2 separate regions of the Mus musculus genome follow, and region 2 is linked to region 1. Evidence: chromatin contacts called from public Hi-C data. All regions are on one chromosome and are shown on one strand. Each heading gives the region's core, a stretch centred on a gene start, on an enhancer-like site or on the middle of the called end of the contact. The rest is flanking DNA. Distances are from core to core; before and after follow the strand shown. Region 1 holds the start of Pter (phosphotriesterase related). Region 2 overlaps Pter (phosphotriesterase related).

What was found. A called contact is a pair of places that touch in the nucleus more often than the background predicts.
Region 2: a contact with region 1 is called in a Hi-C map of the N1E-115 cell line, with 1.8 times the contacts expected there. The contact joins the enhancer-like site here to the promoter of Pter in region 1. A contact is called at or near these places in 2 of 39 promoter capture datasets (both in liver), 1 of 15 datasets of contacts at CTCF or cohesin (CD8 T cells), 9 of 484 Hi-C or Micro-C datasets (LSK cells, the N1E-115 cell line, Th1 cells and 6 more), 2 of 115 datasets of contacts at active chromatin or transcription factors (the SCID.adh cell line and embryonic stem cells) and 1 of 9 other capture datasets (adipose tissue).

Annotation. Positions count from the first base shown.
Region 1 is chr2:12,922,413-12,926,944 of GRCm38.p6, forward strand. It overlaps Pter (phosphotriesterase related), which reads left to right and starts at 1,629. Exons shown (of 6, transcript NM_001305437.1): 1 at 1,629-1,786.
Region 2 is chr2:12,998,361-13,002,948 of GRCm38.p6, forward strand. It overlaps Pter (phosphotriesterase related), which reads left to right. Exons shown (of 6, transcript NM_001305437.1): 6 at 2,497-4,588. The coding sequence ends at 2,707. C1ql3 (C1q-like 3) reads right to left here. Exons shown (of 2, transcript NM_153155.2): 2 at 3,527-4,588. Among named protein-coding and RNA genes, the nearest start is that of C1ql3, 10 kb to the right of the region's middle. Within about 2 kb of position 1,836, at least 9 of the 459 cell types and tissues checked have an H3K27ac peak or open chromatin away from gene starts, as enhancers often do. A contact at or near this core is called in the N1E-115 cell line and rod photoreceptor, where this site is marked.

The DNA.
Region 1 (4,532 bases), core at 379-2,878:
TCATCCCTGGGAGAGTGGACTGCTAAAATACAGAACATAATAAGTAATGGACTCTTAGGCCTCTCCGTAACAACCATTGCCAGGCACACTTTTATACGGCTTCATGGTTACCGTGTGAGCAATGAACAGTGGTAGCCAGCCCTGAAATCACGCCAGAAGCCTCCCTCGACCCATCTATTCATTATATCATCCCAGTGTGAGCCCCACTCATGGGAACAATATTCAAGTCTCCCAGGACGCAAAGGCAAGACTTACTCATGGGAGGGCATTCTGCTCTTCCTAACTTCCACATTTATTCTCCCCCTCTCTTAGTTTGAGACCCTATGTTTATTCTAGGATTTACCTAGCTAAATTTTTCTCAATATCTGCCCCTTACTAACCCCCTTATCAAGGGCTTCTCCTACTGTAGCATTGCTTAAAAAGAGAAGTAATCGAGGAAAGAAAGAGAAGGGAACTGTGTAACTTTCCTTCTTTCTTTCCTTCTGACTTAAATAAAAGTATTTTCTGCCTTCCAATCAAAGCTCCCTAAGAAGATATGGTACCATGGTTGATATAAACTAAACTGCAGTTTAGTCCTGGCCTAGAACTTGAAGAGCCTTCTCTAAGTCTGTTTCCTTGTCTGTAATCAGAGAAAAACTGCCTGCAGACTGGCTTCGCAGATAAAGGTGATTTGCCCATCTGAATTCCATCCCAGAACCCATATAGTGAAAGAAATTCCGAGGAAAACCGTTTTCACCTACACACAATACAATGTAACAACCTTTAAACAAGTAAAACTCTATTTTTAAACGTTAAGCAGAAACAGGTTGGTTTCCAAGTGTAACAGAACTGCCTTCATAAGCCATTGATTCTTAGCTCTAAACCTGTCTTCCTTAGAAATGACTGCTCTAAGTTCTTCCTCTTCCTCGGATTTCAGATTAAAATGAAATGGGAGTTCAATGCAGACAGGTAAGACTTTGTATGGTGACAGCGGCTCCTAAGACCATGATTTGCAGACTAGTGCATATTGACTGAGCTTGGTTCAGTGATGCCAAGTAGTAGGGCTGCTTCATGTGGTCTAGTACAGCACTCAAGTTTTAAATGCAGCAAGCAGGTCCAGGAAAACGAAAAAAAAAAACCAAAACAAAACAATCAACAAAAGAGAGAAAGCCAGAATTCCCTGTGTTAATCATAGGGATACAAAACGCAGCATGACATCAAATTGGCAGTGCTTGTCTTGGAGGACACAGGAAAAAAAAATTACTCAAGGAGTCTGTAATTGAGACCTGGGCAAAATCCAGTAGCTTACTTTCTCCTTGGGGATTTCACATCAGCTGAGCCAAAGAGAAATGGGATAATTAGGATGTAGACTGGGTGGGCTCTTAACTCAGCCTCTGAGAGCAGTTTAGCTGCAAACTTCAGGCTTGCTCCTGAGTAGGGCCTCCAGCTGGTGGGAGTTCAGCCTGGACTTAAAATCCTCCCTGTCAGAGCAGAAACCTAATGGGCGGGGTTTCAGAGCTGGCGCGGGCTCACAGGGAGTGGTTTTAAATCTGAGTGGGAGTGACTTAGGGTCAGTGGGCGGGGAAAAGGCTAGTGGACATGCAAAGTGGGAGGATCGGAGGGAGGGGACGGCGGCAGGGTGAGGCGATGATGCGGTGGGGGTGGGGGTGGAAGAGAGAGACAACTTCCCAAAGGGAGGGGAAGCCGACCTAGCTCAAGTCAAGTTCCCAGGGGGAGAAGGCGGCGCACAGCGCGGAATGAAGGAAGCCCCGGAGCTGGTTAAGTAGCTGTGGACCTGGTAGGAAAGGTGAGGACTTAGGCCTGGAACTCAGGGCTTGTCCTGCAAGCAGCCACGTGGAGCGGCACCCTGGGAAAGGGGAAGCGGCCCTGCCACCTTTCTCTGGAGGTCCCGGAGTTGCAAAGACCATGGGGCCTGGCTTCAGGAGCCTTGGAGAACTGACTTGGGCTCAGAGGGCGCTGACCTTCCCCCAACCTCAGGTCTCCCAAAGTCTGATTTGAAAGCTCGAGGCCCTGAGCAGGTCCCGTGCTGTACTTGCTCGGTTCTGTCTGACTGCTGAACTCTAGGGACCTGTTGCAGTAGCTTTGCTCTCCCTACATGGGCTGAAATGGAAGGTGGAGGCATCTGTTCCCTGCTCCGGTTTCTTTAACAAACTTCAACAGCAGAATCCACTTTCTCCTGGATTGTTTACCTTCTTGTAGCTGTATTGCAACACTTAAATGTGACTCCTTAGATATCTGAGCAAAGTTTATACGCCCTGATTCTGAGTGGTGGCTGTAAAGATGCCTTAGATATAGTGATACCTGCCAGGGCAGACATCTTCAAATCTCCTCCGACATGGAGTGACTAACAAGCGTTTACTTTTTGTACTCAAGGATACTGCTTTCGTTGCGACAAAGAAAGAATGAGTGGTCCCGGGGACTAGACAACCACTTGGACCATTCCATTTTAGTTTACATAGACAGAAGGGATGGATGGATGTCCAACAGTATCCTTGAGGCCTGGTGCCATTCTATAAATAATGAATTCACGCCAAAAAAAAAAAAAAAAGAAAGAAAAGAAAAAGGAAAGGGAAGAAGAGAGGAGACAAGGAGGGAGAGGGGGAAAGAGAGAGAGAAAGAGAGAGAATCGCAGTGCGCACCGAAAAGAAAAAGATCAGACTATTTCTGACTATCAATCAGTCAGATGACAATTTTCAAAAGGATAATTTGAACACCAGATTCTGCTAGTGTGTCTTTATGAAATTATGATTTTATTTATGGAGGCTGGATGTTACTTTAAAATTATCAAAGTAACTGAAACATAGTATATGTAGTTTTGGAGTCAAAGAGGAAACAGATTTTATTTCTGTTCCTGGTTCCTGAATCCTAGGGATGTCCAAGTACTTATTTTTTGAAATTTACCTAAACTCTAAAGTCTAATTAATTACACAGCCTTGCCAGATAGCTTCATGGTATGGATGAGCAAAATCCTATACAGAATGTTCAAGCAATACAGCTGGAAGGTGTTAGGAGGAGTGGTTTTTGTTTTGTTTTGTTTTGTTTTTCCTGACTCCAAAGCCTGTCCTCTTATCTCTTAGACTATCTCCACCTTGAATATTATTGGCAGGTCCTCCCTCCAATGTATATATCATGAATTGGGCTACAATATAAGAATCATCTCTGGCTTGGTACACCAATGCCAGCTACTCAGGAGGCTAAGGAGGGAGAATTTCAAGTCCCAAGCCAGATTGGGCTACAGAGTAAGACCCTGTGCTGTACTGGCCTAGCATGCATAAAGCCCAGTGTGCAACCCCAACAATAAAAGAATAAAATAATCTTATTTTAAAGAGAAAGGAAATGGCTGCTGATTGGAAGAACTTGGACCTATGAGGCCTCTCTCTGGTTCCAGTTCTGTAGTCACAGAGCTCTGTACACATTGCTTATCTTTCCTAGGTACATAGACGTTCATTGATCTCCAAGTTGTTACTCAACCTAATACTCTATGGATTTATGAAAATAAGATACTGCTTTTAGTTAATGGTGTTTTGGTCACATCTGGTGTTGAAATTACAAGGTGGCCAGAAAGGGTTACTTTATTCAATCAATAAATATGTATTCTGTGCCTGAGTGCTCCTGGGGATTGTAATGAGAGCAAGAGAAATAAAGGCAGCAGACTCTTGAGTTTATATTCTGTTTGGGAGTGAAGGAGCCACCAAATAAATGTACATATTAATATCAGATTAAATTAGTGTGCAGCTCCAACCTGTAAGTCAGGGGCTGTGATGGGTAAGAGCAGAGTGTGCGCTTTAGGTTTGGTGATGGAATGGTCTCACCAATTCAGATTCAGATGTAGGAAGATCAGAAGGACTTAGAGATGTCCCTTTTACTGGGACCGACTAGGGCAGGAAAAGCATGAGCAAATCTGAGGGATTCTAGGAACTTCTGGAAGGTTTCAGCGTCTGACTCAAAATGAAGTTGGAGATTCGAGTGGGAGCAGGTTAGGTAGGGATTTGTGCCATTCGGAAAGGACTGTATATTTCAGTGTTCATCATGGCACAGAGGAGTGACATGAAGGTGGGTATGTTGAAGAAAAAGCAGAAGCTGAGGGTGGCTCAGGTGATGTCAGTGGTGGTGGAGGTGAAGTGTCACATGATTGCTAGAGCATCGCCATGTTTACTTTAACCCCACTGTGCCCTCTTGTGAGTTGGCATTCGCTGTCTTCCCGATGACCTCCTTCTCCCCCCCCCCATATTGCTAACTCCCCCACCGCACACTGCATCTATAACCTTGTTATTTATTTATTCCCTCTTATAAGAACGTCTTGTTTTGAGGACTGTAGTAGGCATGAGAGAGATGGGATCTCTCTATGTAGACCCTGATGTTTGATACTTTACTATGGAGCCCAAGCTGGCCGAAGGCTCAAGTCTCCTTGTGTTTTCTGTGACCTGGGACTATTTTCTCCTGACTGATGTTGTGTCATATGTAAATGAGGCTCTTAAGGATTTACTGAATGAGCGCATCTGTTGAGTAGTTTAGATCTTGATTCCATTGAA
Region 2 (4,588 bases), core at 586-3,085, 76 kb after region 1:
AAAAAATATATGTATAGGCTGTAAGTATGCTTGTGTATTTCTTGCTTAGTTGTTCTTAAATCAATACCATGCATTTGTTCACTGTACCTAGCTAATGGTAACAACTGAATGGCTTTTGGGGTTGTGTGTGTGTGCCCAAGCCCCCCTCTCCCTGTGAGTTGAGCACTTGCTTTTCATTGTTCATCCATAGTCTTCTCACAGCTATGGGAGTCTGCAGTCTCCAAAATGCAGGAACATAGATACACGCTTCTGCCTACCTCTGGTTCTCAGCACCAGAAATTCTGTGTCTAACACCTGTTTTCAATCTTACGCTCCATTTCTCAAATCTTATTATATCTCTGCCTTTTTCACACTTTGGAGTCTCTCTCTAATATTTGTTTGCAAAACACGAACTCATTTGTAATGCTATAATTGCTATGATTTTTTTTGTCTTCTCGTCTGTAGTGGTTCCTCCCTTCTAGCAGCTTCTTTGTAACTCCCATTCTTCTGCATGATGCCATCCCCTGAGAACCCTTGGCATAGGCATGTCCAGGCACATTCCAATGGTCAGCATATGATTCTGTTTCTAAGTCATTTCTCTTCTCCTTTTCTGGGGTAGTGTTACAGTTTTGTAGGGTTCTTATTTTTAATTGCAACAATTTTATCCATCATACTCTCTCCTACAACTTCCCAACTTAAGACTATTGTGTGTCAAGGTGGAACAAAGGTATGTCACAGGAATTTGTCTGACCATATGTTATCACAGAAATGATGTATCAAAGTCCTCAGAGAAGCAACTACTCTACCACTGAGCTATGTCCTGAGCTTGAAGAGGAAATACCCCAGCTTTTCCTTTGTTATTTTGAAAACAATAACAACAACAAAAGAAGTCTGAAATAGCCCAGGGTGGTCCCCAAGTGGCTGGAGGCCAATGGTGAGCCTGGAGTCCCCCTTTGCTCCAGCTCCTCCAGTGTCAACCTCCGGAGTGGGATTGTGTGCCTCCACCACTTTTTCTTAGGCAGTGCTGGAGCTTGAGCCCAGTGCCTGTGGTACATTAAACCTGAGTGCTACCTTGTTTGCTGAGCTACATCTGCACTACAGTTCTCAGACAATAAGAGAAGATGTAAAACATTGAGAATGCTCAGGAAAATCAATCAGACAGCAAGAGCACCCCGAAAGCTGCCCTTCCTGAACATTCCATTCTGTTCATGTTATTCCGAGGTTCGGAATGGCACAGGTTTCCTATGAGGCTTTTCCCTTTGTATGGAAAATGATCATTAAACTCCCTTAGCTAACACCTGAAATATAGTTTGTTAGAAAGTAACTACAGACCAGGACTCCAGGACCAGTTTTAAGAAGCCAAATAATGGCATAAATGGTGTAAATAGGTGCCATACAGCTGTAAAACAGACATGGTATCCATGTGTGCCTGTGAACTCTGTTTCTTTACTGAGCACCCAAATTAGATCTTCTTTCTGGCACTTACATTCCTTTGACCTTTAAATCGGCCTAGTATTCAATTGTAACTTATTTTAAAGGTTCTCAGAGGGCAGATTTTCGTGCCTTGGATTTTTGTGTGTAGTGTCCCGTGAGTATCACAGTAGTTATTAAACAGGACTTGTGCCTGAGAATACCAAGAAATGCTCTATCTGTCTATTAAAACAGAAGACCTTTCAAATAGTCAGCTCCCAGAGACGAGCTTGATCCATCCACCTACATGCATGTGATACTCTTGATGCTCACGAGATTTTGTATATAAGCATCCCAAGGAAAAACCATCATTTGCAAGTTGTACCTCTGACATCAAAGGCCCACAGTGGTCAGGGACAGACACTGTCCAGAGTGCAGACATATACAGATGGTGGCTGTCAGGAGGTGACTCATGCTGCAGATTACAGCTCTTAACTAGGCAAAGAGGATTACATTTTTTTTTCAGCTAGGGAGCTGTCTTTTAGTTAACTGACTATAGATTTAAAGGAACAGCTTGCTATTTTAGCAGCCTTTTGACAAGGAAGACAAAGATCTTTTGGTCAGTTTCATCTAATGTTAAGGGACTACTACTAAGTCAAAATTCCTGCAGACTTCAGAGGAGCATATGGCTCGAATACAGAGAACTTTGCCAGACCATTTCCATTGACTGTATTTAGCACATACTCTGCACTTGGAAATCAGCTGACTTTACTCATCTGAAGATTCCTTTTGTTTCTATATTTTAATCACAAGTGCCCAGTGACTTGGGTTGGGGGGAGGGAGAATCAACATTGAGCCTACGATGAGCATTTTAGAGAGAGGAGACACTGTCAGAGATATGACTCGGTAGAAAGTTCTGTGTGCACAGAATGAGGATCTCATTCATATCAGGTTGAAGTAATGCCTCCTTGGTATTCACTTAGAATCCCCTGGTACTTATGCCACGGCGAAAGGCAGAACCTTTACAAGCACAGCATGTACAGGAGTGAAAGGTAACATCTCACATGTGAAACTATTGTTATGTAATGAGTTAATGTTTTTACACAGGGTCCATTTTCTAGTGGATGAGGGCTATGAAGATCGGATTCTCATGGCACATGACATACACACAAAGCATCGGTTGATGAAGTACGGAGGTCACGGCTACTCACACATCCTTACCAACATTGTTCCTAAGATGCTCCTTAGAGGTCTGACTGAGAGGGTGCTTGACAAGATACTCATAGAAAACCCTAAACAATGGCTGACTTTTAAATAGGATGGCTGTTCACGAACCCAGACCTGGAGGATACAATGAGCAGAGAATAGTTGGTGATTTCAAATCTACTGGAGACATTAATCCAGTCTACATAGAACTGGTGAATGGTCACTTCTCTCCTATGAGAAGCTGGATAACTACCACAGGGACATCTCTGGTGGGGGCCACAGGGCTCAAGTGAGTCCCATTGTCTTTCCTTAATAAAATAAATATTGATAAAAGAGCATGTTTCCAAACAGTAGTTTAAAACTATATCCCCTAAGAATCATTTTGGATGTCTTCCCCAACCCTGACTCTGTGATCTGCACTACTTGAGAAAAATGAAAGTGTTTCTAGCTAAGTTGCCCCTTCTGGAGCAACCTAATGTTTCTTGTAATATTGATGATCCTACTAATTATCCTGCTGTTCTTTAATTAATGCTTAATGAATAATATGGCATTTTAAAATCACTTTTGCAACAAGGGAAGTTAAATTTTGAGACATTTTTTCCCAAAGGAGACTGCAATAAAATTACCAATTCACAACAATAAAGAAATTTCGAAGGTTACCTATGTGTTTTCCACTTATTTATGTAAACAAAATATATCATTTTTTTTCTGACTTTGGCTTTCTGGTCTCCATTTTTACTGTTAACTATGTTGTGTTTTTGAAAATCTATCAAAGAACATATAACAATAGTGAATTATAAAAAATGCAATTATAAAAGTAAAAATATATTACATAATATAGTTTAATGAATCATTACAGTTATTATAACAAAGGCCACAATTTAATTAATTCATGTTATAATGCAAAGAAAAAGAGAAATGCTTGCCTTATATATAGTCCTTTTATTTCATGTACCTTTTATTTCTTTTTTTCTCCGGCCTAAACAGAGAAAATAATGCTTACTTATCTAAAGAAAAGGTCAGGTCTATTGGAAATGACAGTCTGTTTGTAAACACTACTCTTTAGAAGAGATCCAGCCATGAAGTTCTTTTCTAATAAAGCCTTTTCAAAATGTTAGTTAAAATGCTTAATTGATGAACACTGTTGTTTATAAGTTAATCCTTTGAATCCTCGTTATGTGATTTGGTACCCAAGACAAATCTTTAATCCCTTGCTTGCAATCCATAAGTATATGCTGTTAAATAGAAGTTAAAAGTGTAGCAATTCATTGGTGAATTACCTTACATATTAGAAGGGCCAAATCGAATTAGTCACTATTCTTGATGAATGATCTAAGTGTTTTTATCATATAAATCACGACAGTTACTCAGACCAAGGCATTTAAATACAGCAAACACCACCTTTAGATGGGAACACCATGCATAACTCTTGGAAAAGTCAAGGTTTGCTAAACTAAAGCTATTTCTGTTGATCATAGCTGATCAAGCTCTCTGTATATTAGAACAGAAAGTACCAAAGTTGAGTGAGCCAAAAGAACAGCCCAGTTCCTTTAAAGGTTAAAATGCAAATGTCCTTCCCCAGTAAACCAAGCAGAGTTTTAAATCTCTGGCTTTGAAATCTACTTGTCAAAGAATGTTTAAAGGCAACTGAAAGGGGAACAGATTTTCCACTGTAAGAGGGGGAATTGTGTGTGAGTAGGACATGTTCGTATGCATTTTGATCTTCCCCTTACACCAAAGAGATGGCTCTTGGCAGTGTGTTGTAACTAGCGAGAATGGGTTCGCACTACACTATCAGCTTCAATCCAACAGAAAGAAAAAAATAATTGGCTGCTCAAATGTGTATGTTTCATTACCATTGTAAGAGAGAGCTACTTGCTTCCTAAAGTCCTGTAATAGTCGTCTGCCAAAGAATGCAGATGAAGTATGGATTGCATGTGGAACACAGTTACCATGGGATCAACTAGGTCTCATGTGTGACATAGGGCACTGG